Regions from separate parts of the Mus musculus genome. Here regions 2, 3, 4, 5, 6 and 7 are each linked to region 1. A link is a contact called in public Hi-C, HiChIP or PLAC-seq and promoter capture Hi-C data. All regions are on one chromosome and are shown on one strand. Each heading gives the region's core, a stretch centred on a gene start, on an enhancer-like site or on the middle of the called end of the contact. The rest is flanking DNA. Distances are from core to core; before and after follow the strand shown.

What was found. Promoter capture Hi-C pulls out the DNA fragments that hold promoters and counts their contacts. Hi-C and Micro-C count contacts between places; a contact is called where the count stands out from the background. HiChIP or PLAC-seq counts read pairs in DNA pulled down with a chosen protein or histone mark. Capture Hi-C pulls out chosen DNA fragments and counts their contacts.
Region 2: a contact with region 1 is called in a promoter capture Hi-C map of liver, with 5 times the contacts expected there. The contact joins the promoter of Map4k3 here to the promoter of Strn in region 1. A contact is called at or near these places in 2 of 39 promoter capture datasets (both in liver).
Region 3: a Hi-C map of muscle stem cells shows a contact between it and region 1, with 5 times the contacts expected there. The contact joins the promoter of Sos1 here to the promoter of Strn in region 1. A contact is called at or near these places in 1 of 39 promoter capture datasets (pre-B cells), 2 of 484 Hi-C or Micro-C datasets (LSK cells and muscle stem cells), 1 of 115 datasets of contacts at active chromatin or transcription factors (astrocytes) and 2 of 9 other capture datasets (adipose tissue and liver).
Region 4: an H3K27ac HiChIP or PLAC-seq map of microglia shows a contact between it and region 1, with 6 times the contacts expected there. The contact joins the promoter of Gemin6 here to the promoter of Strn in region 1. A contact is called at or near these places in 2 of 39 promoter capture datasets (both in liver), 2 of 484 Hi-C or Micro-C datasets (CD4 T cells and brain), 2 of 115 datasets of contacts at active chromatin or transcription factors (astrocytes and microglia) and 1 of 9 other capture datasets (adipose tissue).
Region 5: a contact with region 1 is called in a promoter capture Hi-C map of liver, with 8 times the contacts expected there. The contact joins the promoter of Srsf7 here to the promoter of Strn in region 1. A contact is called at or near these places in 6 of 39 promoter capture datasets (the HPC-7 cell line, cranial neural crest, hippocampal neurons and 2 more), 4 of 484 Hi-C or Micro-C datasets (B cells, CD4 T cells, brain and 1 more), 2 of 115 datasets of contacts at active chromatin or transcription factors (astrocytes and stem cell-derived neural progenitor cells) and 2 of 9 other capture datasets (adipose tissue and liver).
Region 6: a contact with region 1 is called in an H3K27ac HiChIP or PLAC-seq map of regulatory T cell precursor, with 8 times the contacts expected there. The contact joins the promoter of Hnrnpll here to the promoter of Strn in region 1. A contact is called at or near these places in 1 of 39 promoter capture datasets (maxillary cranial neural crest), 5 of 115 datasets of contacts at active chromatin or transcription factors (astrocytes, differentiating embryonic stem cells, large pre-B cells and 2 more) and 1 of 9 other capture datasets (adipose tissue).
Region 7: a promoter capture Hi-C map of liver shows a contact between it and region 1, with 6 times the contacts expected there. The contact joins the promoter of Atl2 here to the promoter of Strn in region 1. A contact is called at or near these places in 3 of 39 promoter capture datasets (cranial neural crest, neutrophils and pre-B cells), 3 of 484 Hi-C or Micro-C datasets (CD4 T cells, embryonic stem cells and erythroblasts), 1 of 115 datasets of contacts at active chromatin or transcription factors (astrocytes) and 2 of 9 other capture datasets (adipose tissue and liver).

The regions. Positions count from the first base shown.
Region 1 is chr17:78,734,602-78,738,733 of GRCm38.p6, reverse strand. Strn (striatin, calmodulin binding protein) reads left to right here and starts at 2,173. Exons shown (of 18, transcript NM_011500.3): 1 at 2,173-2,480. The coding sequence starts at 2,247.
Region 2 is chr17:80,725,930-80,730,061 of GRCm38.p6, reverse strand. Map4k3 (mitogen-activated protein kinase kinase kinase kinase 3) reads left to right here and starts at 2,037. Exons shown (of 34, transcript NM_001290345.1): 1 at 2,037-2,268. The coding sequence starts at 2,173. It also overlaps the pseudogene Gm9959.
Region 3 is chr17:80,477,727-80,481,858 of GRCm38.p6, reverse strand. Sos1 (SOS Ras/Rac guanine nucleotide exchange factor 1) reads left to right here and starts at 1,406. Exons shown (of 22, transcript NM_009231.2): 1 at 1,406-2,022. The coding sequence starts at 1,936.
Region 4 is chr17:80,222,350-80,226,481 of GRCm38.p6, reverse strand. Gemin6 (gem nuclear organelle associated protein 6) reads right to left here and starts at 2,031. Exons shown (of 3, transcript NM_026053.4): 1 at 1,812-2,031; 2 at 718-861. The coding sequence starts at 842.
Region 5 is chr17:80,205,143-80,209,274 of GRCm38.p6, reverse strand. Srsf7 (serine and arginine-rich splicing factor 7) reads left to right here and starts at 1,970. Exons shown (of 8, transcript NM_146083.2): 1 at 1,970-2,100; 2 at 3,247-3,427; 3 at 3,837-4,013. The coding sequence starts at 2,073. It also overlaps a transcript of Gemin6 not described here.
Region 6 is chr17:80,059,852-80,063,983 of GRCm38.p6, reverse strand. It overlaps Hnrnpll (heterogeneous nuclear ribonucleoprotein L-like), which reads left to right and starts at 1,716. Exons shown (of 13, transcript NM_144802.4): 1 at 1,716-2,327. The coding sequence starts at 1,992. It overlaps 4933407O12Rik, which reads right to left and starts at 1,762. Exons shown (of 2, transcript XM_006525248.3): 1 at 1,412-1,762; 2 at 522-1,311. The coding sequence starts at 1,744. The coding sequence ends at 1,186.
Region 7 is chr17:79,894,303-79,898,434 of GRCm38.p6, reverse strand. Atl2 (atlastin GTPase 2) reads left to right here and starts at 2,312. Exons shown (of 13, transcript NM_019717.3): 1 at 2,312-2,526. The coding sequence starts at 2,409. Gm41625 (a long non-coding RNA gene) reads left to right here. Exons shown (of 4, transcript XR_876985.3): 4 at 286-346.

The DNA.
Region 1 (4,132 bases), core at 924-3,423:
ATTGTCTTGTCTGACATGTCTTCTGTTAGAGGAAAAAAACAGATTGTTTAACACCCAAGCTTATAAAAATTACTTAAATCGCTCAGATGAAAAAGTTCCAATCTTAGCCAGGTGGTGGCACACACTTCTTTAATCCTAGCACTTGGGAGATAGAGGCAGGTAGATCTCTGAGTTGGAGGCCAGCCTGGTCTTACAGAGCAAGTCCCAGGACAGCCAGGGCTACACAGAGAAACCCTGTCTCAAAAATCCAAGAAACAAAAAACAGAAAGAAAAGGATAGGGAAAAAAAAAAGAAAGGAAAAAAATTCTATTTATGTTTTCTTGGTTCTGATAGATATAAGAGTAGTCAGCATGTTTTTAATTAATTAAAATTAAATCAGATAGATAGAGAAATATATAACTAGCCCTGGCTGTCCTAGAACTCATGCTGTAGACCAGGCTGGTCTCAAACTCAGAAATCTGTTTCCCTCTGCTTGTCTCTTGTCTCTGGGCTGTGCCACCATGTCCAGCTTAATTTTTTTAAGGTTACTGGGCTAACAGGCAGGTAATCTGGGTGCTAGTTTTGGTAGTCATCTGTCATTCAAGGTCTCATTGAGGACAGTCTCAATTTCTTGAGCTGTGAATGAATCAGGCTGGATCTCAAAGAACATTTAGAGCCAAACTAATTTATGACACAAGGAATTTGGCCAGGCCTGGATCAACTTTTTATGATAATAAAGAATGAATTCACAAAGCAGAAACATTCAGTAACTGAGCAGAGGGCTTTGCCATCGCTCTTTGCAACCCGAGCAGAGACAATGTGTTTCCTGTCCTTTTCACAAGTTGCCATGGGAAGACCAGGGAACAGAGAGGACAGGGACAGGATGCCCTTCCCTTGCAAGTCACTCATCAGCTTGTATCTTGACTCTCTTTTTTTCTTTTTTCATGTCCACCAGATCAAAACAAAATTACAATTTTTTTTTGTTGGAGTGACAGATAAATAATTACTTAATTTCGTTTTCATTTCTTAAATGTTCTTCAGGCACATTCCTTTCTCCAGTTGGTGTAGTGTAAATTTATAATGATAATAGTTATCAGGGTACTCAGAGAGGGAAAACACTGGCAAACCACTTAGAAGGAAAGGATTTTAGTGTGCCTTTGGTGTAAAGATCAATTGCCCAAGAAATTAGGAAAGCGACAAGTGGGAAGGGGAGGTTCCCGGGTTCAGGAGTGCAATAGAGCAAAAAGGGACTTTGTTCCTTCTGATTGTAGCCCTTAGGGCTCTGTGACTCTATATGTATGTCAACCTCCTTTTGATGACAAGAACTGTGACATCTATCTTTATATTCCTGGCACGGAATATTACTGACAATAAAATACTTGTTCAAGCGAATTGAGTGAAAACTGCCGCAAAGATGGGGGGAAAAATGAGATTGGACAGGCAGCACTTCTTTATTACTGGAGATCTAAAACTTTGGCAGAATTTACAAGCAGGATTAGCACAGAGAAAGGGACTTTTAATACTAATATTTCAGACCAAGTGTTAAACTGGAAATTAGAAAAAGCCCTCATGGCAAATGTCGAACCTTAGCAGAAAGAGAGAAGACCAGAGTTCCTCCTCCTAAGGGAAAACTGGTCTGTTAACAAGCACTGAGCCCCTCTGGGGATGAATGGTAGGCTCGATGGCAAGCCGTGGTCCAGGGGTGTCGAGGCTTTGATGAACCCCGAAAAGGGCGACGAGGGGGCAGACGACCGGATGGCTTGCCCAGCGCCTATTTCTTAACAAAACGACCAGGAAGCCCTAAACTAAGTGGAGCTAGGGCTGGTACTTGGCGTGATAACTTCCGCGTGCGAATATGCAACAGGGAGCGCCGCTCGCGAACTTCCGCATGAAGGGAGCCTGCGGCGGCGCGACCCGAGGGGCATCGGCTGGCCGCACTGCCGAAGAGGAAACCCGCGGAGCCGTCAGGGGAGGGCGTGGCGAGGAAAGGGCGTGGCTTCGGTCCGGCCTCCGAGAGGCGCAGGCCTACAGGCAAGCGGGGTTCGCCACGCCCCGGGACTACATTTCCCGGCAAGCCCCGCGGGCCGCAGTTGACCCACTTCCCGGCCCGTCACGGGCTCGCCCGGCCCCCGCGCCCGGGCGGCTGCTCCCTGCTGACTGGGGTGTGGGCGGGGAGCGGCGGAGGGAGGAGGCAGAGCTGGCCGCCGCAGTTTGCCGCCGCTGCTGGGCGCCTAGGCAGAGAGCTCCCCGGGGTTCGTGCGGCCGCCATGGACGAGCAGGCGGGGCCCGGCGTCTTCTTCAGCAACAACCACCCGGGAGCTGGCGGTGCTAAGGGGCTCGGGCCTCTGGCGGAGGCTGCAGCGGCCGGAGACGGAGCGGCTGCGGCGGGGGCGGCCCGAGCTCAGTACAGCCTCCCGGGGATCTTGCACTTCCTGCAGCACGAATGGGCCCGCTTCGAGGTGGAGAGAGCCCAGTGGGAGGTGGAGCGGGCGGAGCTGCAGGTAAAGACCCTCCCGGCCTGGCGGTCCTCATCCCGCCTCTTCTCTCTCTTCAGCCCCGCCCCAGACCCTTCGCCCCCTCCCCCAGCCCGCTCGCGCCCCCTCCCCCTTGCCTTGCGCCCATCACTTCCAGAATCTCATCCCCCTTCCTCCAGTCACCTTTGACTTTTTTTTGCTGATCCCACTTCCTTGAGCCTGTTTTCCCACTCCTTCTGATCCATTTACCCTCCCGGCGGCTGTTTTCCCCACTCTCAACTCCGGTGCTTATTCCTACTGGTTTGCCATGCCACATTTTGGGGTTGTCTGTCCCTTTCGGTTTACTGATTGGGTTGACAGTAGTTTTGAGAGACTCCGAGCAGATCATCCTGGCTCAACCTGACGCACCCTAGGTCTAGAGACGTTCCTCGCAGAAGGGTTTGGCAGTTGTCTATCGCTCACTCTGCAAGGAAGGTGACCAGAGAAAGCAACACAAGTTGTATCAGTGAGGCCTTGGCTTTCCTCGAGAAACTGATGTTACTAGCAGTGTCAGCTCCAGTTTTATGTCTGAAAATGTTTCCCTGTCTGCCCTTTGACCCCATCCCGCATTCGCGTTTGGGTTAGACTCATAGGTTTCAGTGAAGGATTTGATTGATGGGAGTCAGAAAATGGGCAGAGGTGGGACATCTTTTCACAGAATCTCAAACTTCCCAAGAGTTGATTTGTATGTCCAGAGCTTAAAAGGAACTAAAGGGGCTTCAGGGCTACGTTGCCCCCTTGCATAACCTGCCAGATAAAGCATGCTTATCTGAGAGGAGCTCTTGTGCGCCAGAGAAGCATGAAAGGTTGGTAACTCACTGGTCACTCTGAGTTGGTAAGTAGGTTTACTGTGACTGTTTATAAAACTTCCAACACATACACTAATTTCCAGAGGAACTCAAAGAGCTGTGAATTGTGCCTCTCTGTTTTATGGGCTAAATCTGTATGCTTATGAAATTTGAGTACAGTTTTAGTTTGTTTGCGAAGCACTCGAAGTGTGTTTCTTTTTTGGTTTTTGGTGGTTTTTTTTTTTTTTGGCACAAAATATGAAGAGAAAGAAACACTGAAGAGACTCGCTTGTAGAAGCGTACTGCTTTGAGAGATTGATGTGGCCACAGAAGGAGCAAACAGGCAAGGTTATGGTAAATAAGTCTCTGATAAAGGCTGGGCTTGAGTCCGGCTCTGTGACCTTGAGGGGATTCTGTGACCTCTCTGGGCTTCAGTTTCAACCCTTACTTATTCAGCACAGGTTCAGGGCTCAGTGAATGCCTGCCTTGTGTATCCAGACTCCGATTAACGAAACCTGCCCCCCTCATGGAGTTTCTGTTTTAATGAGAAGGCGGACAGTCAGTGGATAGAGCTGTGTGAACTAGCCCACGGTTATGTCTATCTCCGATGAAACTTAGGAATACAGGAGTGTAACCAACTTCGGGGCGGTGGGTAGGGCAATTGAATGAAGTCAGGTAGTGGCCTGTATGGTTTCTTACGTTTCTGCAGTTACATGGCTTGTATTCTTTGCTGACTTTCTCATCCCTACTGTTAGGTATGAGTCTATTTGATATTTGTAAGTCTTCCTGTGGTGACTGATCTTGTACTCAACCCAGTGACTTGAGAGTACGCAGAAATGGTCAGACATTTAC
Region 2 (4,132 bases), core at 788-3,287, 2.0 Mb before region 1:
CACCATATTAATCTACTGATAAGGTGACCGCCTCTACACAAGCAACAGTCAATCTAAGAGTGAAACCCAGACGGTTTCTAAGAATGTTTCTAATCACAGAAGCGGGAAGTCCTTTCTCTTATTCAAAGCAAGTGTCTGATCATGAGTATTAACTTGTAGGGAAGTAGAGGCCAGGTAGATTGGGGGAAGGGTAAGAGAGCACTGTATTTACCAGTATGGGTAGATCCCCAAAGGAACAAATTATTTTCATTCCTTGTGAGCAGTTAATTACAAAAGACCTTTTTATTTATGGCCTAACCCATGTGGCAAATCGAGCCCTTACAAGAAAATCTGTCTCTCTGGGGAAAAAAAAAAAGGAGAAGAAGTAGTTAAGCCTTGCCAAAATGGAACAAACAAAACTTGAAAGCCTGTTCCAACCCCACTGAAATGTCTTTTCCCTTTGAAAGAAGCCTATTAGTGATGCAAACACTCGGTTATCTGCAGAGATGATAATCCCAGCAAACAAAACAGTGAAACCATTAGAACTTTCTGGTGCAAGCCGAATGGCTTTCAGTCCTGGAAACTTGGCTTTTTTTTTTTTTTTTTTTTTTTAAAGCACAAAAGGGCAGAGAAAGCAAGCAGAGCAGGTCCTGCTTTGAGAGACTTCCATTTCCTTATCTGAATCCAGAATTATCTGCCTGTTTAGCCTAAAGAAGACAAACAGTTCTCCGCCCACAGCACAGGCAGAAGGCAGGCCTGCTCCTCAGCCCCTGCAAGTGCCTTCCACCGGGAGGAAGCGGGGAAAACCATGCCTCGTCCCGAGGAGCTCAGGATAGCACAGCCTTAAGGTTTATCCTCAATTAATCCTGTGACGTGCACTCCTGGGGCAGAATTGCAACCCTGTCACAATCTGATGCTTTGGGATAACTAAAGTGCTTGGATGACTCCACGTATGGTTTGGAGCACACAATTTGGGAATTTAGTCAATAGGTAAGTTTACTGTAAGTAACATGATAGAAAGGTTTTAAGGTTTGATGAGACCAAGTTTCTGAGAAGGAATTGGACATTAAGGCACATTAGTCTTTAGGTCCCTAAAGAGATTAGAAAAGCATTTTTAAAGCAAAATATCCAACAGAGCGCCAGAGTGGACCTCGCTACAGCTTTTGGAAATGGGTAGTAGTTAAGTTTACTAAGAACTCAACATTGACCCTTCCACTGCCTAAGTCCTTTCTTAGCTAACTTTTAGCAGTCTGGACGTAATGCTGGTTATCTGGATCTTATGCTGGGTGGAGCTCTGGGCAGGTAATGTCGCGGCTACGTAGCTTCCGGATGGTCACGTGTTTACATTTCAGGTGTGGGAATAGATCCCTGTCCAGGCCACACCCTCTGCAACCACCCTCGTCTCAGGGTTGTCAGACAGCTTGCGTAGTCCCCGCCCCGGGCTTTGAAAAATCCAGCCTTCTCCCTGGACAGAGGTCAATCACGGCTTTGGTTCTGCACTGCTTCCCGCCCACTCCCTCCACGGATTTCTCCCCGCCCCTTGTTCTCTCTGCACCCCTGTCAAGCCAACCCCAAGAGCCCAAGTGTCACTGTCCCCCGAGGGTCTTTCTCACCTTTCTGATGGGGACCTCCTCCCCTAAACCTAGAAGAAAGGGTCGGGGCTCTCGGATGTACTTGCTCTTAGAAAGTTGGGGAATACCGTCTTGTGCGTGGCAACTACTACCTGCTGGGGCTGGGGCTGGGACCACAAGCAGCGAGTCCAACTTTGTTACCCGGAGTCTGGCGCGTCCGGCGTGTCCCGACCGGGCGCGCGAGCCGGGGGCGCGCAGGGCCCGCCGGGAGCGCGCGGCCTCCGGGATGGCGGCTGCGCAGTGGCGAGCGGGGCCGGGAACCGGAGGGAGGGCGTGCGGGCGGGCGGAGCGGAGCGGCGGGCGGAAGCCATGTTGGAACTGCACCCCGAGCGAGGGGCTGCGGGCGCGCTCCTCTCCTGGTGGGTGTGACCCGGCTCGGCGCGGCGGCGGGGGGCGGGGACGCCGGGCGGCTCGTCGTGGTCGGCGGCGGCCGCGGCGTGCAGCCGGGCGATTGTGACCGGCGGCGGAGCCGGGCCGGCCGCGGGCGCTCCCTCCGTGCGGCCCCCGTGAGCGCCCCCCCTCCCCGGGCCGGGAGGGAGGTGGGGGGCACCCGGGGCCCGCCATGAACCCGGGCTTCGATCTGTCCCGCCGGAACCCGCAGGAGGACTTCGAGCTGATCCAGCGCATCGGCAGCGGCACCTACGGCGACGTCTACAAGGTGAGGGCAGGGGCGGCCGAGCCGGGGCCTGCGCCGCGGGGGACGGAACAAAGAGGCAGGCGTGGGGACCTCAGCCCTCGGCGTCCTCGCCGGAGCTGTGCCCGGGACGCGCGGGTCTCTGACCCTCCCAGGCTCTCCTGCGTGCAGTCCCGGGAAGGGCTGCGGCCGGAGCCGCTGCGTTCCTGGGAGGGCGGAGCGGGGCTGGGCGCTTGTTGCCTGGGCAGGGTCTGTGTGACGAACCCCGGTGCTGGGGCTTGGCGCTTGACAAACCTACGTGCCTCTCCGGGACCTGGGATCATAGGCCCCGGTGGCTGGGAGCTACTGTCCGCCCGGGCCTGCTGGATCTGTCCTAACGCTGGGCAGCCTCCATCGACAGCTTAGCCTTTAGCCTCTTAACATCTGCCCGTGCTTTAGCCTTTAGCCTCTTAACATCTGCTTGTCAGTTCCTTGTAATTTTCCAAGTAGTCATGTTTTGTAAAAAGAGATGGGTTTTTGGAGGCAAGACAGCAACTTCGAGGTTTTTTTTTTTTCCTCCAAAAAGAATTGGATAATGGGGTTTGTTTTTGTCAGTGACACATAGGAATCAGATATTTTTCCTTTTCTTTTTCTTTCTTGTGTGTGTGTGAGAGTCGAGTATCTAGGAAGAGTATTGGTTTGACAAGGTTAGAATTCAGAGCTCCTTAGCAGGACAGCGTTTCTGTTGCAGAGGGATCGCTTCTAAATGTGGGAGGATAAATCGTTCTTCCCTGGCCAGTAAAACTCTTGGCCTCGCGGAGTCTGCCAAGAAGGGAGGCGGATAGTGCCAAAGGTGGCAGCAGTCTTGATTTAGTTGCCTATCTACTTACATGGTAACTGAAGTTGGGCTCCTGTTTTCCAGAACACCTGAGGATGCCCAGAGTATGACTTGGAAAGTTTAGTTTTCACTTTATTTTTGCCCACGCTAAAGCAATGGGCTTTTTATTCTTGCCTCAATGGAACGCATAAGGTAAGTTAGCCAATACCTCAGGTCTTTTGTGAGTGATCTGCTTGGCTTTTGTGAATGATCACATAGCACCACACTTTCCTCTGTTGACAAAGGTGTGTGGAGCATAACTCCAGTGTATAACTTAGCAGCCACGTGTTGATGAACTAAAGACAGGAATGGACCCAGATTTATTTGAAGTCTTTTTTTTTTTTTTTCCTGGACAAGAACAGCATTAAACAGCAGAGTTTCACTTCATTCCAGTCGTATTCTGTGTAGAGAGGACGTCAAGGGTCTGGCAAAGGTTGCTAGCACAGAACAAGAGGGCTGGGTTTGTCCCCCCTCCAGTCTGGCAGCTTCTAGCCAAGATCTGGAAGATGATAAGGCCTTGCTCAGGGCAATGGTGAGAGGGGACGAAGCCACGTAGAGGGGTCATGATCCGAAGGCCACAGACACCAGTGTGAAGCTGAGAAAGACGGAACCTGAGCAGCCACAGGGATCCTGGATGTGGACCCTGGTTCCTATAGACCTTCTAGCTGTGGGACTTAGGGGAGTCCTGCCAGGGAGGTGAAATTAGATAAGGATTTTCCCTTTCGTTTTTAAAAGTGTGTGTGTGTGTGTGTGTGTGTGTGTGTGTGTGTGTGTGTTCACACAGAGATGTCCCTGGAGGCCAGAAGAGGGCATCAGATCTCTTGGAGCTGAAGTTGCAGGCAGTTGAGAGCTGTCTGACATGGGTGCTGGGAACCAAGTTGGAGTCATGGAAGAACAGCCGGTGCTCACAGCTGCTGAGCTGTCTTTCCAGGCCCCATTTCTTTCTTTCCTTTTGGTTGTATTTTTTTGGTATACAGGATTTTGCTGTGTATCTCAGGCTGACCCGAAAGTCATAATCCTCCACCTGTGTCC
Region 3 (4,132 bases), core at 157-2,656, 1.7 Mb before region 1:
TAACGAGAAGCCAAGGAATAGTTTTCTATAATAGTTGATTTGGTTCAGTCACTTAAGACCACACAAACCAGTTGTTGAAAATAACTGATATATCAGTTGTTCTCTGAAATTCCTTTTCTAAGTCCTTCCTAAGCTATAATTCCTCTGCCTTTCTCTTTAAAAAATTATATTTATCTTGTGTGTGGTGCACCTGCCATTGGCCATGTGTAGAGATCAGACGAACTTCTGGGAGTCAGTTTTTCTGCTCCCAGCGTTTGGGTATCTAAGACAGAACTTGGGTTCCCAGTCTTGGCTGCACCTGCTCTTTCCTGGCTGAGCCCTCCCACCAGCAGGTCTGCTGTTGTCTTACTACTCTGATGGTTAATGGATGGACTTCAAACTATTACTGAACACGTTCAAAATGAGGGGGACTTCTTTTTTTTTAAGATGCAAATCTGTACATGTATTATAAAAGGAAAGGCTTGTAGATTTCATTCAGATCCTAAGAGGTAGTCTAAAAGATGGTGGTTTCAAACATTTTTCATCTGTGAGATCTTGTTTATTGTACTACAAAACAGCATGGTTCTTCCAACTGTCTTCTCATCTATGAAATGAAAACTGAAAACTAAGACGTTTTACTAAGAAAGCGTTCAATGATAGAGCACATGTGCCACAGCGTTGCACAGTGCCACTACAGGAAGCAAGTCCATCCTTAGGATGGACGGACAATTCATAGATACTGCTTTTATAGCATTCTGTGATTTTCATATCTCTATCCTGGGTCCTGTACCAAGGCGAGGTGAGGGCTGGGGGGAAATCCCTCCCTTCCAGAAGCTAATTATCCAGTTGAAGCTATGAAAGATCCCAAGCAGGATGGACTAAATCCATAAATAAAAGCTTGTGGGTTTGAATAGACACATGATCAATAAATACTACACGTATGCGTTACGTCCTCATGGCATGGAAAGGCAGATGGAAACAGGCAATCTCTCCTCCCACTAGACAAACACTGAGCAGTCGGGCCTTTTGTTTTTTTTTTTTTTTTGTTTTGTTTTGTTTTGTTTTTGTGAGAGGGATCTATCTTTTGTGCAATCTGTTTAGTATACAGTGCATGCTCGGGGCACTCCTTATCTTCGTGCTGGGAACAAAGTACACACACCCCTTTTCTGAAACACAGGGCCTAGGATCTCCTAGAGCTGGATGGGCTCCCGGGCTGTGGGACCACACAAAAGGGGCGCTTCGCCTGCTCGCAGGCCCCCACACCCAGGTTCTCGGGTCGCGGGTTCGCCTTCAGGGTCCTTCAGCCCCGCCTCTGCGAGTGCCCTCCCCAGCCTCTGGCGCGCACCCCTCCTCATCCGCGGGCAGCCGGAAAACCCGGAGCGAACCGGCCCGGGCCAGCGGCGCATGCTCAGTTGCGAGCAGGTTCAGTTTGCTAGTAGGAAGCTCCGGCGCTACACCGGCGGCGGCAGCGGCAGCGGTAGCAGCAGCGGCGGCGACGGCCAAGCGGCCGGATTCCCCGGCAGCGACCTCGGGCCCTCCCCGTTCCCCACCGACCCCTGCTCCCGCTTCGTCCCGTTCTGGGCCTCTCGCTTGAGTTCCCCGCTGGCGAGCGGGCGCCACCGGCCGGAGCGTCCATCCACGCGCCGTCTCTCGGCGGGCCAGGCCGTGCCGGGGAGCGCAGCCCCGGCGGAGGGCGGCCCGGGGCGGAGCGGGGGGCCTGCCCCGGGGCGGTGGTGCGGGATGCCGCCGCCGCCGCCGCCGGGTTGCGTTGGCTCTCGGCGAGCGGCGCGCGTGTCGGGTGGGTGTCCGGCCGCGGGCCTCGCCCCCCAGACTCCTCGCCAGCGCTAGCCGGGCCGCGCGGCGCCCCGAGGGGGCCGGGCCGTGCACGGGCTGTGGCCCTTCTCCGCGCCGCGAGCCGCCGCCCCTCCGCCCGCCCCGAGGCGCCCCGCGGGCACCATGCAGGCGCAGCAGCTGCCTTACGAGTTTTTCAGCGAGGAGAACGCGCCCAAGTGGCGGGGGCTGCTGGTGCCTGCGCTGAAAAAGGTAGGGGCGCGGAACCCGCTTCCCGGCCGCAGTCCGCGCGGGGCTGGGCGAGGGTGGGGAGGCGGGGCGCCACTGTCGTCTTTCTTCCCGGTCTCGGATCTCGGGGAGGTCTGCTCGGGCTGCGAGGTTCCCCGCGTCCGCTGCTCCAGCTGTTGACACTCGCCCGGGGTGCGTGGGAAGGCCGCACACAGTCGGGGAGGGTTGGTCTGGATCATCCAAGCGCGGAGGCGGGGGTTGGAGGAGCCTCGGTTTTCCGTGGAGGTCAACGAAGGCCATTGCCTACCTTCTCGATCTTCCGAACTGCGGTCAACCTCTCGTTTTAGGAGTCCGGTACTCTCACTGGCTCGAAAGTGCCTTGGCCACAGTGCTTGCCTAAGTAATTGCGAGGTTGCCTGCCAGCAAGAACATGGCCTGCTCGGCTGTGCTCGTCCTCAGTCATAACTCCCCGTTTTCTTGACCCCCTCCCCCATTACAGCGGTGATGCACATGCCACTGTATTCAGATTGGTTCTTTTGAAGTGTCTGAGAATCTTTGAACGTCATTTGGTTTGGTGTTTTGCATCTTTTTATTTGGAAATGTTGCTACATTTTAAAAGCTTCTAAAGCAACTGTCTGTCCTTTGGTTAGGCATTTTGGATTTTTGTTTGCCAGTGGTTAAAGTTATTCGTGAATGTTGCTACATTTTAACAGCTTCTACAGCAACACTTAGTGACATAGTAAATACTGTACTAAGACATCTGAAACAGGTGTGCTTGAATGGATTTTAAAACAACCAGATTGGTTTTTGTTTTCATTTGCCTTACCTGTAGAAATTGTTTTACAATTTAATCTCCCATTTCTTGTTGCTCAGATGATTTTCGTGCTATCTTTGCTAAAATGCAGTTTTGTTACTACTGAGTACCTGGCGTTTACTGTGCCATTATGCAGAGCCTTTCTATTTTACCAGAAAGTCTTGAAAGGTATTTCATACTCCCAGAGGCCAGTACCTTTCAGTTTCTCGTCTGCCCTGTTCTCCCCTTCCCCTCTTGGTATGTTATGTGGAAACTGTTGGCTTTGTTGGAAGACTTTGCTTTTATCTTTCAGACTTAGGTTCCTGCGCTTTATCCTCAAGTGTCTCCCTACTTACAAACCTCTGTATGTTTTCTAAGAAAATCAAAGAGACCACCTTGTTGTGCATCCTTAATGACTCCATGAGACTTCAGTCCATTTCTACATTGGCTTTACCTGCACAATTGCCTGCTTAGCTTGGAGAATTGGAGAAGAATGCCTCATGATGCTAGAAGTTTGGTATTTTGACAGGACAGGATGAAGACAAAAAATTGATTTATATGTACAAAAGCTCTCATAGAACCAGTTTGAGGTATATGGCTTAAAAGCAATAGCTCCTATTCTAAGGAAACCTCCAAAATAACACTCGAGGCTCCTTTAGAATGGTAGACAGAGCATTGTAGAAGTTGGCAGACTACTCTAACTTGCCACTTGGGTGGTCCTTGCTGAAATCTATTTTGTGTGGCTGGCATTGTGGATTTTGTTTTGTTTTTCAATGTATGTAATTAGTCACCAGTTTCTTTTTTTCGAGACAGGGTTTCTCTGCATAGCCCTGGCTGTCCTGGAACTCACTCTGTAGGCCAGGCTGGCCTCGAACTCTGAAATACGCCTGCCTCTGCCTCCCAAGTGCTGGGATTAAAGGCGTGCGCCACCAACCTCCCGGCAGTCACCAGTTTCTTAAAATGAGAACTATCACATAAACTCTGAGGTTTGTTTGTTTTGAATTATAGATGGACTGGCCATACATTTTCACCATCAACTGCTAGAGTTTTGAGTGACTGCTTTCTTTGGAAAGGGTTTTGTCTCCAGTTCATCAGTGTTGCTTGTGTTCTATCGCTTCATGGTTGGTTGGTTTTCCATTTGAAGCAGAGACCTCCCTGTAGAAGTGATATGAAGAGGGAGTTTACAGAGTCTCCCTAATGTGTGAGGTTCTTTCCCTCATTTACATTTCCACCTGCAATGCTCTTAAGACACCCAAGACAAGGTTGGATATATTTCTCATATTCTGAATATGCTCTTTTGTTTTTTTTTTTTTTTCCCGAGACAGGGTTTCTCTGTATAGC
Region 4 (4,132 bases), core at 782-3,281, 1.5 Mb before region 1:
CTTAAAAAAAAAATACTTAGTAGCCGGGTGTGGTGGCCCACGCCCTTAATCCCAGCACTTGGGAGGCAGAGGCAGGCGAATTTCTGAGTTCCAGGACAGCCAGGACTACACAGAAACCCTGTCTCAAAAAACAAACAAACAAACAAACAAACAAACTACTTAGTACTTCAATAAATATAAAATTTTCCAATAAACAGCATGGGCATTTTTCCCCTTGACATCTATGTACCTTCAGTCCTTTTTTTTTTTTTTTTTTTACCTTTTGAGACAAGTCCTGACAATTGGATATGGTGGAGATAAGAGGATCAGGGATTCGTGTTTATCCTCAGCTACATAATGAATTTGAGGCCAGTCTGAGTTATATGAGACTTATTTTAAAAAAATAAATAAAGTTGGGTGTGGTGTCCTAGCATTCAGAAGTAGAAGTAGATGAATCAGAAGTTTAATATCATCTTCAACTATATAGCCAAATAAGGCCAACCTTGGCTACAGGAGACCCTCTGGAAGGAGAATTAGAAGAGGGGAGAATTTCTCTTTTCTATTCCTATAACTATGTTTAGTTTGCTACAGCATCCCATAGTTAAAACAGCAGCAGTTAGGCTCAAAAGCAATTATTATGTGTGAATGACCAGTCTTTGATTGATCTGCCTTCTCAGCTTGGATATCCGGGGCCAGTACATAGGATTGTCATTTCACAAAATTAAGTTGCATACTCACTTGGCAGAGACTGGATCTGTGGTTAGAAGCCATCCTTTATACTCCTTCTCACAGGCTATCACTCTCACTTCTTTATAAACGTAATCTTCCCATTCTAAGGGGCTTTTCTTCATCCATTCGCTCATGGTTACCAGTTGCCCAGATCTAGAACCATTATCAATTTGGGTTAATCACTATGGATATTCCACACAAGCAAATGTCTTTTTTTAAAAATATTTTTAAAGATTCATTTATTTATTATATGTAAGTACACTGTAGCTGTCTTCAGACAATCCAGAAGAGGGAGTCAGATCTTTTTACGGATGGTTGTGAGCCACCATGTGGTTGCTGGGATTTGAACTCTGAACCTTTGGAATAGCAGTCAGTGCTCTTACCCACTGAGCCATCTCACCAGCCCAAGCAAATGTCTTAATGATCGCCATTCTGTAGGCAGTCTGTAATTTGCCTGAAAATAACGAGTTTCTTAATGCAAGTAAGCACTGATACATAGAGCCAGTCTTAACTCACACCTACAGTCCCTACCTACTAGTAGTGCTGAGACCAGCCTGGTAACATAGTGTGCCGTCTCAGATCTCAGAAGAACAAGCAAAACGCCCATCTGGGGTATAAGAAACTGATACTATCTTTGGAGAATTCTTGAGAATGTTTTGTTTAGTATATCTGGGAAGGGGTATTTATAATTCAGACTGATGGTAATAGTGAATGGCCACAGGTACAATTCTTAAAACTCCTGTGGCATGTCTAGTCCCACCCTCTGCTCCCAATTCCGGATACCGCTTTCAACCTGGCTTTGAACCTGGCCCGTAGATAACTCAAACTCTTCGGGGCTGGAGAGATGGCTCAGCGGTTAAGAGCACCGACTGGGAGGTCAATTCCCAGCAACCACATGGTAGCTCAAAACCATCGGTAATGGAATCCGATGTCCTCTTCTGGTGTGTCTGAAGAAAGCAGTGGTGTGCTCATATACAATAAAGAAATCTTTTTTAGAAAAAAGAAGAAGCAGCCACTTCCGTTCCGCTTTCCTTAGATAAAAGGATTTCGCCCTAAACCCCTGACAGACATAACTGATGCGGAGTTCTCGGATTCCCACCTACTCTTTCTAGATGACTCTCCACGGGCTTTGCGCCAATTTTCTCGTAAAGCGCTGAGGACCCGTTAGCGAAGCTCTAGAGCTCCAACACCAGGTCCTGTCCAGAGGCCGCCATACCCAGAACTCTGCACGACTCAGGGAAACGCCGCAGAGACCCTGGCTATATTTCTACTTAGCTCACACGCCGCCGAGCGGGCTTGAGTCGGCCCGCCTGAGCCCAGCATGCTTTGCTCCTGACGTCATTTCCTTCCCCCAGAATCCTCCATCCTGTAGTCCTTTGCCTCCGTTCTTGCACTGCAGGTTGTGTCCAAGGGAACTTGAGTTCTCCTGGCCACCGTGAACGTCTCAAGAAATCTTTGTAAGAGGAAAATGTTCGTACCTCAAAGCTTTTTAAGTGGGGTATGAAAATGCGATTTTGCCCTGAATTCAACACAAAGCTCTCTGGGTAAACCTTAAGGCTCTAAAAGCCGAGGTGAATGGCATGAATTCTGGTCTAGCTCGTTTTGGAGCCGGTTAAAATGCGTGCACCTTTGGGGACGTGTTCTCAGTAAATCTCAAGAACAGTGGTGAAGTTGGGAAGATCAGCACTGGATTTTTTTTTTTTTTTTTTTTTCGAGACAGGGTTTCTCTGTGTAGCCCTAGCTGTCCTGGAACTCACTCTGTAGACTTCGCCTGCCTCTGCCTCCCAAGCAGCACTGGATTATGTTGTTTCTGCTTCAGATTTCTGGGCACGTAGCTGACTGGGCTCTGACATACTGCAGAATCTTCGAGACTGTGATACTGAAAAGTGGTGCAAGGCAGTAAATGCTAAGATTCTGCCTATACTGAAAAGAGAAAAAAACAACCCTCTCCCCCGCCAAGACAACAACTACAACAAAAAAACCCACCAAGGGCGATGAACAAAAACTGAGCTATAAAATTGTCAAGCCAGAGGTGGGCGTGGTGGCGCACGCCTTTAATCCCAGCACTCGGGAGGCAGAGGCAGGCGAATTTCTGAGTTCGAGGCCAGCCTGGTCTATAAAGTGAGTTCCAGGACAGCCTGAGCTACACAGAGAAACCCTGTCTCAAAAAAAAAAAAAAAAAAAAAAAAAAGATTGTCAAGCCAAGCAGCAGAAACATTAAATATGAATCGGTTTTTTAAAATTACTACTTGAAATTCCATATCAAATAATCCTTCCCAAAACCTTCATTTATTGAATGATTGACTTCATATTAATGAGATTTCATGGATTAAGTTAGAGTTTATCAGTTAAAACCCTCTATAAAGCTACAAGAGCTAATGTAAATTCCAAGTTATTAAGAGTGTGGGAGAAAATGTTTGACCTTTAAAACTACAGAATAAAAATCTACAACTGATTTGTGACAACTGTTCAGTTGCATTTTAAGTTTCATTCTTTACTGCAAACCTGTTTGGCTTATGTTTTCTTCCCCTTTTGAAACAAGGACATGTCCCTACTCTGTCCAAATTATCAGAAATTTAAGTTGCATTTGGGCCACATGTGGTGCATAGGACTTTAATCCAAGCTTGTGGAAAGCAGAGGTAGGCAGGGAGTTTGGGATCAATTAGTCTACATAGTGAGTTCTAGGCCAGCCCTGCTACAAAAAAAAAAAAAAAAAAAAAATTAAAAAAATTTAAAAATCAGTTGCAACTAGATACAAGATATTTAAACTATTCTAGCTTTTTTTTTTTTTTTTTAAATTCGAGACAGGGTTTCTCTGTGTAGCCCTGGCTGTCCTGGAACTCACTCTGTAGACCAGGCTGGCCTCGAACTCAGAAATCTGCCTGCCTCTGCCTTCCAAGTGCTGGGATTAAAGGTGTGCGCCACCATCACCCGGCTTCTAGCTTTTCTAATTCACTCAATTAGTACCAGCCAATTGAAATGTCTCTTCTTTATGTATATGCTTAGTAGTCATCAAGATTATATTGATGAATGCTAGGAATGGCTCCATTAAAAAAAAAAAAAAAAGCCCGGTATGGCTCATTTGCAATTTCATGGCTGGGAAGTGGAATCAGAAGGACCCGTGGGGCTCACTAGTCTAATTGTAAAATCCTGAACCAAAGAGACACTGTCTCAAAGAATGTGGGTGTATTTCCTGAAAATGACACCTGAGGTTGCCCTACACACACACAGAAGGAAACAAAAAAATCCGATCTAGAAAAAGAATACATTAAGGGGCTGGAAAGAGATGGTTCAGTGGCTAGGAGCACTGGCTGTTCTTTAGAGAGCCGGGATTTCCCACATGACTGCATACAAAAATGTCAAACTCCCAGGAGATGACACCCTCATTTGGCCAGCAGGGGCACCAGCCACCATAGTGGTGCTC
Region 5 (4,132 bases), core at 721-3,220, 1.5 Mb before region 1:
AAAGACTCCAATCTTGAAAAACAAACAAACAAAATCCCAAACAAACAAAAAAGTGGAATTAGACTTTATAGAATTGCTATTCCTTCAGAGAGAATACAAATGTTTATAATTATTGCTCAATGCCTTTCAGAGAGAAGCAGATTAGAAGAATATTTCTCTAGCATGAAAAAAAGCTCTGGGTTGTATACATAGTGAATCTGTGGGAGGCCTGGACTGCAGAAGTTCCTGTGGCAAGCAAACACAGGAAGATTGAGGCAGAACAATATACTGTGTAGTAAGACTGAGGCAGAACAATATACTTCACTGTGTAGAGTTTCTATTTTCTTGCCAGAGATTTTTGTTGAGACACTATAATTTTAAATATTTGAAAATCAACATACATATAAATTAGTAGTACTTAAGAGTCTTTGCTTTTAAAAAGGGGGGGAGGGGCTAGAGATATGGCTCAGCAGTTAAGAGCACTGACTGCTCTTCCAGAGGTCCTGAGTTCAATTCCCAGCAACCACATGGTGACTCACAACCATCTATAAGGTATCTGATGCCCTCTTCTGGTGTGTCTGAAGACAGCCACGGTGTACTCGTATAAATAACAAATGAATCTTTTTTTTTTTTTTAAAAGAGTCTCATGCTTTATTGACCAAGAAGGACTCCTTTAGAGAAAGCACTCCACACCTGAATCCACACACAGCAAATGAAAACGGAGATGAAATACACGTACCTAGGAACTTCCTCTTTTATGTGTAAAATTTCCAACCCTTGAGTATTCCAAGTAGTTACGATGTAATGTTTTTTGTTTTTTGTTTTTTGTTTTTTTTGGTTTGTTTGTTTTTTGCTGGTTGATAAAAAGAACTTGGGCTGGTGAGATGGCTCAGTGGGTAAGAACACTGACTGCTCTTCCTAAGGTCATCCCTGAGTTCAAATGATGAGTTCAAATCCCTGCAACCATATGGTGGCTCACAACCACCGGTAATGAGATCTGACTCCCTCTTCTGGAGTGTCTGAAGTCAGCTACAGTGTACTCACATATAATAAATAAATAAATCTTAAAAAAAAAAGAACTTAGCTCTCTTTTTAGAGTTGAATTTTGGCAAATGCAGAATTCAAAGGCAGATTTTAAGCAACTCAGGGAGACTGATACGTATTGAGTGGCTGAGCTGTAAGGTTTTAAGTAAAAATTCACACACAACTTTTAAAAAATCCAAAGCACTAGAAGGGAAAAATAAATTTGTGCTTCAGATGCAAGAATTGTCTCGGCTCAGTATGCTTGCAAACTTTTACAGTTTTGCCACAACTTTAACATTGCCAGAACCCCTTCTCCACAACCCTATCCCTTTGTTTCAGCAAACCCCCAAGTACTCAGATCAAACTAACAAATTAGTGACTCAGTGCAAAAAGGAGAGGTATTATGCAGACTCCCCGGGGGAAGTCATCCCTTTTGAGGCCCGTGATGCAATAACCATTAGACATAACTGTGGAGTAAGGGTTATTTTCACACTGGTCTTAGTTTAATTACCTCTGTTGAGCCTTAAAGATCACTGAACACAGACTAGGCCAGGTACCCCAAAGGTGGCGACCGGGACAGCAGCGGTTAAATTTTACGGACTTTCACAGAACGGTCTAGTGTACCTGTACTTAGGTTACGGTCGCTGTCAGTTCCTAGATTAAAATGAAGAGGTAAAAGGGTTGGGAGAGGTTAGGAGGACCCACAGGGTTCAGGAAAGGGGAAGGGGAGGGGAGGGAGCAGGAGACCGCCGGAAGGCCACAGGTTTATGGGCAAGATCCCGGCGTTCCCATGGAAACGTATCCCTCCGCTCCGCTCGCAGAGTCTCGCTCTAAGTTCCCTCCGCCCCGCCTCTAGGCTGTTTCCGCCCAGCTTCTTTGTGCCGCGCAGAACGTTGACACAACGCATGCGCAGAAAAAAAGAATCCCCGCCCGCCGCCTATATAAGCGCGACTCCGGCCTCTTCCTTGTAGTGCCGCCGGGATTGCAGGCAGAGGAGGTTGCGCAGCCGCTTCCGTGCTACTCGCGCTGTGAGCATTCCAAGCTAGAGCCGAGTACACGGGCCGGCCATCATGTCACGCTACGGGCGGTATGGAGGAGGTAAGCGGCCAGGGCCCCAGGGGAGGACGGTGCTGCCCGCCGACCGAGCAGAGCGGGGCCGCAGGGGCGGCGCGGCGGTTAGAGACGGTTATTCCGCGTGCGTAATGGCGGCTCCTGCGCACGCTGTACGAAGCCCGAGGCCGCGGGGGCGGGGAGGAGGAGGGCGAGCGGGACTGGAGGGCATGTGTGCCGCTTAGGGCCCGGGCGCTTGGCGCCTTTTGGTCTCTCCTGGACAGGCCGAAGCCTGGCGGGGTCGCCGTGGTGGCGTTGGCCATTTCTCCGCGCTGCCGCCCGCCTCCACCACCCCACCCCCCGCCCTCGGCGGCGGCGGCGGCTGCCATTTTGAGCACATTGATGACCGTGGTGGCGCATTTCCTCAGCGCTTTCCCGCCACTGGAGCCGGGGAGTGATGATGGGCGTTAAGATTCGGGTTGGGCTGGAGACGGAACGAAACCGGCAGCTGCGAGCTGCGCGTCGTCCAACAATTGGTCGGCATGAGGAGTAGCGCGAGGGGAAGACCGCTGCAAGCGGCGACGGCTTTTTTTCTCTCTCTTTTTTTTTCCTTCGCCGTTTCGAGCGTGGCTTCTGGCTCTGGGGCGGGGACTCGGGTGAGCCTGCGCCTGCTGTGGAAGCCGGGAACTGGCTCGGCCCTGATCCTCGCTGTAGACCTCTCCGCAGGCCGGGCCGCCGGAGCCCGCGCGCTGTTGTGCCCGAGGCTGCGGGGACTCGGGGGGCGGGGCGGGCCCGAGCCGGGCCCCACCTCCACCCCGCACGCCTCAAGTCTACCATGCTCCCGCTGCAGTCTCCCAGGGTTTCCTTCCTATAAGAGCGCCAGAACTTGGTCGCAGGTCTGGCTTTCCAGTCTTTCACGCTGTAAGATTTAGTACTTGGTGAAGACCTCTAAATAAAGGGAGCCAGACCTGGTGGTGCACTAGCTGCCTCAGGGAGGTTGAGGCCTGAGAGTCGTTTGAGCGATGTATAGCTAACATAGTTGTAGGGTGGCTCCGAGTAGATCACTTAGCTGGCTCAGAGTCTCCAAAACAAAACGTGTACGTTGCACAGCTCTTTAAGGATGGTCTGTTTTAAAGAAATGAATTCCCTATCACACGTTGAATAACATTTGTTCTGTTTACATTTTTTAAACAGAAACCAAGGTATATGTTGGTAACCTGGGAACTGGTGCTGGTAAAGGAGAGTTAGAAAGGGCATTCAGTTACTATGGGCCCTTAAGAACTGTGTGGATTGCCAGAAATCCTCCAGGATTCGCCTTTGTGGAATTTGAAGACCCTAGAGATGCAGAGGATGCAGTTCGAGGATTGGATGGGAAGTAAGTGGGTTGTTTTTCAAATTTCTTTAAAATATTCCCTCGGGCTGGATAAGTAATCTCGGTGCTAATCATAGACTCTCTGGGGGTGGACCTTATTTTTGATAGTGTCTCTGGCCTATGTTGACCTGGAACTCACCATATAGCTCCGGTGGTGGTTGGAGCCCTCATTCTGTCAGCCTCTCACATGCCTTACCCTTCAGGCACTGGATAACTTAAGATTTAGGACTAAAGGTGGAATTGGCGGGGTTTTGTAAACAAAAGACTAACCGTGTAGAGAGAATGAGCAGTTGACATTTTTTTAATAAATTAATTTTTATTAGATATTTTCTTTATATACATAGCAGTTGATATTTTTAAATCTAGAAGTCACATGTGTATTCTAACATTAGCATTTTCTTATGTTTTGTAGAGTGATTTGTGGTTCTCGAGTGAGGGTTGAACTATCAACAGGCATGCCTCGGAGATCTCGTTTTGATAGGCCACCTGCCCGTCGTCCCTTTGATCCTAATGATAGATGCTATGAGTGTGGTGAAAAGGGACATTATGCTTATGACTGTCATCGCTATAGCCGACGAAGAAGAAGCAGGTATTTAATTAATGAAGGAATGGTTGGTATTCTAGTTAATCAAAGTAATTCTTTTATTAGCAAGGCAGAAACTAGTGTTTTTCTATAAACTTGAATGTTAATTGTACAGGTGTATTTTA
Region 6 (4,132 bases), core at 467-2,966, 1.3 Mb before region 1:
CCATCTTGACAGTCCCTGCAGAACACTGCTCAGTGACATGGTGACTATGAAGGTGTCAGAAGGGAGAGCATCGGATCCCTAGGAAGAGCACCGGGAAGCTCCTATGCTTCCCTGAGGGCTGCACCGCCTCTGCTGAGCCACCTCTCCAGCCCTAAACCTACGCCTTTTAGATCTTAGCTTTTAAAACTTTTGTACCTGAACTTTCTTGCACAGAAACTTTTGCACTGTCAATTTGTATGGAGCATCTGACTCAGACAAAAACTTTTGGGCAAAACTGGTGCAGTGTTTTTCTGACTGCGGATGCAGTTGCTCTCGCTCAGGACGTTTCCTTATCTGTCCCCAGCTCTGCAATTCCTTCTTTGATATTTCTTCGGTACACGTCAGTCTTATCTTAATTTTAAAGACATATTTCTAATTTTCAGTTCTGCAAGCGGCCTCTCTCTCTCTCTCACACACAGTGGTACAGTTTGCAGAAACGCTTAGATTCCTTAGGATTCTAAAATGACAAGCGACGCAAAGTATAAAGGAGAAAGCAACATATGTTAAAAGAACGATCACACATCTTTCTGGGGGAAGAAATGCCTTTGGGGGAAAAAAAACAGGCTAGAGGAGGGAACAACCCACAACTGGGAAAGGAAGAGGTTCAAAACAAGTGCGCAGAACGAATCTTAGTTTTCCAAGGCTTAAAGTAACAGGGCACTTAGGGCGCGGTGGGTTTCTTGCTAGCTAGACACCATAATTTCAACCCAGTAAGTTGGTCACTGAAATCCATTCGGGGGTGGATTGGGTTGGGGTGAACTGTACTGGAACTAGATTATAAAAATGAACACAGTACCTGCCCTTAAGCACGTCCAGTTTTGTTTTGTTTTAAAACAACACCTTTAGTTATTCAAAGGCCTTTTGCAAATAGAAACAGCTAAAAACCTTAAAACAGTCTTTAGGCTTCACAGAGGAAGTGAGTTGTGGGCTGGAAACGAACAGGATTGTGAGAGTTTCCTATTTTGGAAAATGAAGACGATCATTCAGAACAGTGAGAATAGGGGTTTTAGAGGAAGGTTGAGAATATGTAACTGCAGCAGGGACTTGGATAGGTATGTCTGCAGCAATAGGTCCGGTTTGCAGGTCACCTATGCCCTGCGCAGACCTGTGTGCATCATCTCGCTGGCTCGCCACAGTCAGTAACAGCTAACGGTTGTTCTGTTTAGTTAGTGGCGCAGAGTCCACGCGCTTTCGGGGGCTGTGTGTGGTTAGGTGCGCGGAGATTCTCCAGGTTTCCCTCATCTTTTTAAAGATTCTCCAGGTCTCCCTCATCTTTTTAAAATGAAGAAGAAAAGCATTCAAATTAGCGGGAAGGCGGTTAACACCCACAGCCCCGACTCTGCCGAACGCATCGCCGGCTCCTCACATTCACCCGGTATCTCAGCGGCGGCCAGGGCCTAACAGCGCTAACCGCCACGGGGCTGCAACCGCTGCGGAACCGCGCGCAGCGGGCGTTGCACGGTCCCGACCGGAGCCCAGCGAGAGTCCAGGCTGGGATTCTGACGAGCAGTTCTTCCAGCCAATTGGAAGCCAGATCGACTTTCGCTCTTCCAATAGGAGGCGGAAGTTCGGCAAGGGGGCGGAAACTCTCGGGCCCTGGATCCCATCCCGCCCGGCGGCAGTCAAGGCGGGGTGGAGGCTCCGCCTGAGCGGCGGGGAGCGGATCAGGGAGGAGGGAAGACCGGAAGCCACGGCCCGGCCCCATCCTTACTTTCGCGTCCCCCCCGGGGCTGGGAGCCGCGAAGCTGGCGGAGGGAGAGGCTGGAGGCTGGCTGAGAGATAAAGGGAAGCGTCCCCTCAGCCCGCGCTCCCTTCTCAGTCACGGGCTCCTGGAGCGCGCCGCGGAGGACGCCGGGCCAGCTCAGACCCGCGCCGAGGAGGCGCAGCCCGCGGCGGGGACCGATCAGCGACATCTGAGGCCCGTCTCCCGCGCCGTCTCCACCGCCGCCGCCATGTCCTCCTCCTCCTCCTCCTCCCCCAAGGAGGAGACGTACGAGGAGGACCGGGAGTTCGAGAGCCAGGCCAAGCGCCTCAAGACCGAGGAGGGAGAGATCGTCTACTCGGCCGAGGAGAGCGAGAATCGCCAGGAAGCGACGCCTCAGGCGGGGAGCGATAGCGACAGCGGCGGCGGCGACGGAGGCGACGGAGACGGAGGCAGCGGCGGCGGCGGCGACGGCGAGGAAGGCGAAGGTGGAGAAGAAGGCGACGAAGGCGACGGCGATGAGGGAGGGAGCGGCGGCGACGAAGGTGGCAGCGGCGGTGGCCCTCGGAGCATGCCCCTGTCCACGGTAACAAAGCGCGGCGCCGCGCCGCGTCCCTCCAGCAGGGCCCGGCGGCGGGGGTTCGGCCTGGCCGCCTTTGCCGCTGCGTGCACGCCGAGCGCGTAGCTGGCGACTCGGACTGATTCTTTCCTTTATTGCCCACGATCCCCGAATCCCGAATGCCGGCTTTGGGTGGGCTTGGGGTGCCGGGCCTCCCGGAGTCCGGGCCCTGAACTTGGGGAGGGTAGCGGGGTGGGGGCGGCGGGGGCGGGCGGGTGTCGCTTCCGCTCCGGGAGGCTGCGCCGCGCGCCCTCGGCGGGATCCGCTCTTTGTTAGTTGAGCAACTCCGGCTCCGAGGCTGTGCTGGGGACCCGGCCTCCCCGACCCGCATCATCCTCACGCTGGGCAACCATAACGGGAAGGCTCTCGTGGCCTCGTCTCCGTGGGAACCGCGATGCAATGACAAATTGCGCCCTCGTGCTCTCCCCGTAGTTTAGCCCTCGCTAGTTTAATATCTTTCTATAGAAAAGGCTTTGTGGGCATGGGGTTCATTCAGGCCAGGCAATGGCCAAGATAAGTTTTCTTGTTACAGAAATGAGTGGGCCGGTGATCTAAGTGTGTGTGTGTGTGTCTGTCCCTGCTGTCAAATAAAAGGCGTTCAGATGACGAGAGTTCTTCATTCATAATGTACTTCAAGTTTGTCCCCCACAGAAGGAAATGAATGCAGAGCTGTGGGAATTCAGTCACACATTCCTCGAGTCCTCCTTTATCAGAAACGTTTAGCTGGAGGCTGGAGGAATGTGGACAGCGCAACCCACAACTTCAGTTCCATGGAGACTTTAAGGAAACAAACCAATCCGAACGGTTTTGACTCTTTTGGGGGCCTTTAAACGGTCTTGACGACTTAAGATATTATTTAAACACTTAATACATTTGAGATCAAATCTTAGCAGAAGTTGACGAAGTTATGCACACCTTCCAAAAATTAAGGTGTTCCAACCCTTTTTAATCAGAAGCCGCTTATCTTTCTAAAGTTCGAATTTTTGTTGGTCTAGCTTAAATAAAAAAAAAGTTACATGTATGGGTTCATAACAAGTACCCATGGCAGCCTAGTAAGGTTTTAGTGTTCCTTAGAGGTAGAGTTACAGGTAGTTTCATTGCGACTCACCAGATTCGAGTGCTGGGAGTCAAGCTCTTGGGCTGTCTTTGCAAGAGCACTGTGTGCTTTTTGGATGAGCTCTTTCTTCAGCTCCTGTTTGAGTAATAATAATAAAAAATTACATTCATTTGTGTTGTGTGCTTTGGAGCATGCAGGCGAGTGTGGAGGTCAAAGGACACAGCTACTTCCATCCTGTGAGTCCTGGCAGACATTCACCACCTGAGCCACCTCACTGGCCCAGTGGGAATTTTTATGTAAAAATTCGGATAATTAGAAAAGTAAAATGTGATGGATAAATTTGACCATATCTTTTTTTTAAAGGAGTCTTTTTTTCTTGTTGTCACTTTACGGACACAGCTGGTTCTTGGCCTTCTGGTCAAGGTCAGCATTGGTTCCTTGCAGTTATTTGGATTTTTCTGTCAAGCTTTTTGAGATCCTCAGAATATAACTTGGAAGTATGAATATAGGAGATGATTTTCTTAGAGATTCTTAAGATCATAATCAAATATTGTAAGATTTAGAAATAGGAATGTTACAAAAGATGTTTTGCCAAAGGCCTTGGTTCTTTTGCCAAAAGCCTTGGTTGTTTGTGCAACACTATAAAATGACTCTTAAGTGTCTTGGAAAGATTCTTAAAGCAGTTGGCAGGAGAGATGGATGGCTCAGTGGGGAA
Region 7 (4,132 bases), core at 1,063-3,562, 1.2 Mb before region 1:
TTTACAGATTCGATGGCTTACTTGTAAAGTACTTTAAGCAGTGCCCGGAACAGGAAGCATTCCATAGATAGAAGATCATAGTCTCAGAATGGTGATGTGATCCCGTGAAAATGCTTTAGCCTAGCACAGTGGAACCTGGAAGTTTAGAAGCATTGGGTGAATCAGTAGGGGATTCAGACTTTTAATTCATCTATTTACCAACTTACCCATTCTTGAACACCCCACAAGGGGAATGAGCCCCATTTTGTTTGTCCGTTTTAATCACTTGTGTCTTTGATATCCCAGAACAAGATGACTGTGTGGAATCAAAGAATGAAGGAACCAGTGATGGACTGGAGAACGAGGCAGAGAAACAGAAAGAAAAATGGCAGACTTCACATTGTAAAAGCCTTTGTCAACTACAGTTTGGCCTTTACCCTGAGCAGAGCAACCCTATGATCCTATTTGTATGTTAAAAAAAACAAAACAAAACAAAACTCAAACCTTCGGCTGGGTGAAGAGTCTACAGGAGAAGGGAAATACTTTGTTACAGGGGAGTGGGGGAGATAGGAGGTTGAATGAAGATACAGGCTAGGGTGGTGCTGGAGAGGAAGTGAGTTAGGGAGAGATCCAGCAGTCACAATGACAATAGAAGATTTGTTGGGTGGAAAGAGGAGAAAGAAGTCTGGAATGTGTCTCTTTGGTTTGAATAGAAGAGAGGTAACTATAATGAAGGTGGCTTTTTAAACTTGGATTTGACCGTGGGTCAGTGTTCATTCTGTGACGACCTGAGTTAGGTTTCTCTATATTCACTGGATCCAGGAGGTGTGGCTCTATCTGGGGTGCTGTAGCAGAGCTGATGAGATGCCAGTGTCTGCGAGTAGAACCCCCTCTGAAGACCAGTTGGCCAGCAGCACAGCTTTGGGAATGACTAACTTTCCCAGGATATCTGATAGGGTGTGCTCAGTGTCATGTAACCACTGACAATAAATGGGATTTTGGTCTTTGAAGGCAAAAATCCTCATCTTGACATCTTCTTTCATGCCCAAGCACCTGCACACCGCGGAGTGTACAATCTCCAATAGTTATCACAGAGAGAGATTATGAAAGAAAATCTAAGGTCAGGCGTGGGGGTCCATGCCTTTAATCCCAGCGCTCAAGAGGCAGGGGTAGGCAAGCTCTGTGAATTTGAGGCCAGCCTTGTCTGTAAAATGGGTTCCAGGATAGCCAAGGCTTATACAGAGGTTTATACAGAGAAACTATGTCTTGAAAAACCACCACCACCAAACAAAAAGAGAAGAAAAAAGAAAAGAAAAGAAAAGAAAAGAAAAGAAAAGGAAAGGAAAGAAAAGAAAAGCAAGCAAGCAAGCACACCTACTATCAAGCAAGTCCCTTACTAGGTTGCTCAGGAAACATGGGAGCAGCACACAGAGTTAGTGCAGAAGGAACTCACAATCTGTGTCTCCAAAGATAGAGAACAGGTGACTTAATCCCCAGACAGTTCAACCAAAGCCCATCTGGAATGATGCCCTCCAAAGTTTGATGACACTAACGGTTTTTTTCTAGAGGTTTTGTGGAATTAAAGGTTGCAAAGTATAGGCTTAAGAGGTTGGGGTAAGACAATCATTTGGACACCTGGGCTCCCACTTTTTCAAGAGAAAAGGATTTTCTCCTGCAGCCATGGTTGTGGTACAAATTCATGAGACTAAGAACTGTGTTCCACAGCTGCCTCCACAGGTTGACGTATCTGTTATAAAGTTTCTCGAACTTTCTACATGATGCCAGTGGATCCCCAGAAGAAGGTTCATCACAGTTAGGAGAGGATGTATTAGAATTCCTTCTCTGATCAGAGCGGTATTTTTTTGGGTTTCAGATATGCATAGTTGAGAGGGTAAAGTAGCCTCAGAAGGCGATGGGGAGCCAATGCAAACAAATTGTAGGATAGTGGTGGAAAGAGAAAACCTTTCTGTGTAGGGCCAAGATATCAGGAGAAGCCAGGCACTGGCTTCGCAGGGAAGAGGGCTGGGGGTAAGAAAGCTAGGAGGGAAAGGATGCGAATGTAACCTCACGTGCAGAGTCAACGTTAGAGATGCGAAGAGAATTGGGAAAGGAGGGACTGGAGATGCCTTCTCCGCCCTGCGGCAAGGGGGTGTGGCCCCGAGAGCGGGAAGGTAGGGACGGGATGGCGCCGGCCGCAGTGGGGGTTCCCCAACTCTTCCTTAGAAGTCTGAGAGCTGCGGAGCTCCGCGGCAGGTTGGCCCGGGCGGAGGAGGAGCGAGGGCGCTGATGGGCGTGGCTGGGCGTGTCTGGGCCGCGCAAGTCAGAGGGCGGCGCTAGGACCCGCAGGCCGCCCCGCCGGCTCCCGGGAGGTTGATAAAGCGGCGGCGGCGTTTGACGTCAGTGGGGAGTTAATTTTAAATCGGTACAAGATGGCGGAGGGGGACGAGGCAGCGCGAAGGCAGCAGCCGCAGCAGGGGCTGAGGCGCCGGCGACAGACCAGCGACTCGAGCGTCGGAGTTAACCACGTCTCGTCTACGACCTCCCTAGGTACGGGCCGGAGGGGCCGAGGCCACGGGGGGCCGGGAGTCGGGGAGGCTGCGGCCGTTCGGGCTGGCGGGCACCGGTCGCCCGCTGGGGTCGAAGACCGCGGCTGGCTGGGCTCGGCTCGGCTCTGGCCGCCGCGGCCGCCCGTTCGCTCGCACGCTCGTTCGCTCGCTCGCAGGGCCTAGCGGCAGCCGCGCCCCACGCTCCGCCGCGCGGCCTGAGAGGGCGGCCCGCGGGCCTCGGCTCTCCCAGCTGCCGGGGGAACGGGCAGCCCGGCCCCCTGCCCGCCGCCGCCGCGTGGCCGCCGCGGTGTCCGCCCCGACCCAAGGGGGCGGCCTTGAGCCGGGGCCACGGGGCCGGGACGCGCGGAGGTCGGCGGGCGGTACGGGATCGGTCACCCGGCGGGCACTCACTGCCCTGGGTGCCTGACGCGGGCCGGGAAGGGAGGGACGAGCGGGACGCGCTGGGCCCCGCGGTGGCGGTGGACGCGGGAACCGCTGGCACCTGGCTGCCAGGTCGCAGAGCTCTCTCCACACACACACCACACACACTCACACACCCTTCCTTCCCGATGGGAGCCGCAGTCCGCAGGCCAGGGCTGGGGCCCGGGCTCAGCTTCAGCTTCACCAGCTCTTGGCTCCGCCGAACCCATTCGCACGAGTTGTGCGTGGATTGGCCAGGGTTGCAAGTGTTGGCTCCGGTTGTCAGACTGGGGTTAGGAGCCCTGGGGCTGCGAGTCATTCGCTTCAGGCTGAGAGTGTCTGGTTTGAAGTCACCTGATCCCGTCGTTCCTGGGTTTTGCTGAATGTGAGCTCCTACTGTATGTGTGTGTACATGGCGCCCCTACCCCGTCGAAGACGCAGTTGCGTTGGCAGCGCGGTGTTGTGTGTTGCTCTCACTCACAGCACCCCTATTTTTAGGAGTGTAGCATTTGATCTTTCACCGTGGTGCGAATTGAACGCACGAAGTCCTTATTGAGAGTTGCGATGGTTAAAGGCGGAAAAGTTTTTCAAAGGCTTAGAAATCGTAAGGGCTTAGGGTTAGATACCTGAGGTCAAGATAAGCGTAGAGTAAACACACCGGGTATGAGATCGCTTTTGTATTTCCTTTTCCACAATCTGATAAAGGCTTTACTGGATAAAATTTAAAACATTTTGATTAAATATTTACCACAGACACTTTATAGAAAACTTTAATTTACATTTCACCATTTATGGTAGCTCTTGGACATATGTCAGAGGTGAGGATAACTTAGAATTTTCGAACGAGAAAAAGAAATGAGGTTTGTTAACCTGTCAACTACAAACTCTTGTCAGAACTGTTTACAGTGGTAGCCCTCTGCCCTTGGAAATACTTCCAGAGAGGCTTTTTAAAAACCTTAGGTGGCTGATTTGTTTTGGAATCCGTGTGTGTGTGTGTGTGTGTGTGTGTGTGTGAGAACAGTTTGAGATGTAGTGTCAACATACTTGATGTATGCAATAGGAAAAGCATAAGTTTGATTCAGTCATGGGTAAGAGCATGTTTTATGCTATTGGACACTGAGAAGAGATGAGAGAGTGTCTTGGGACTATCGCCTTTGGCTACTTTGTGGTTTCTTTCTTCCACCCTT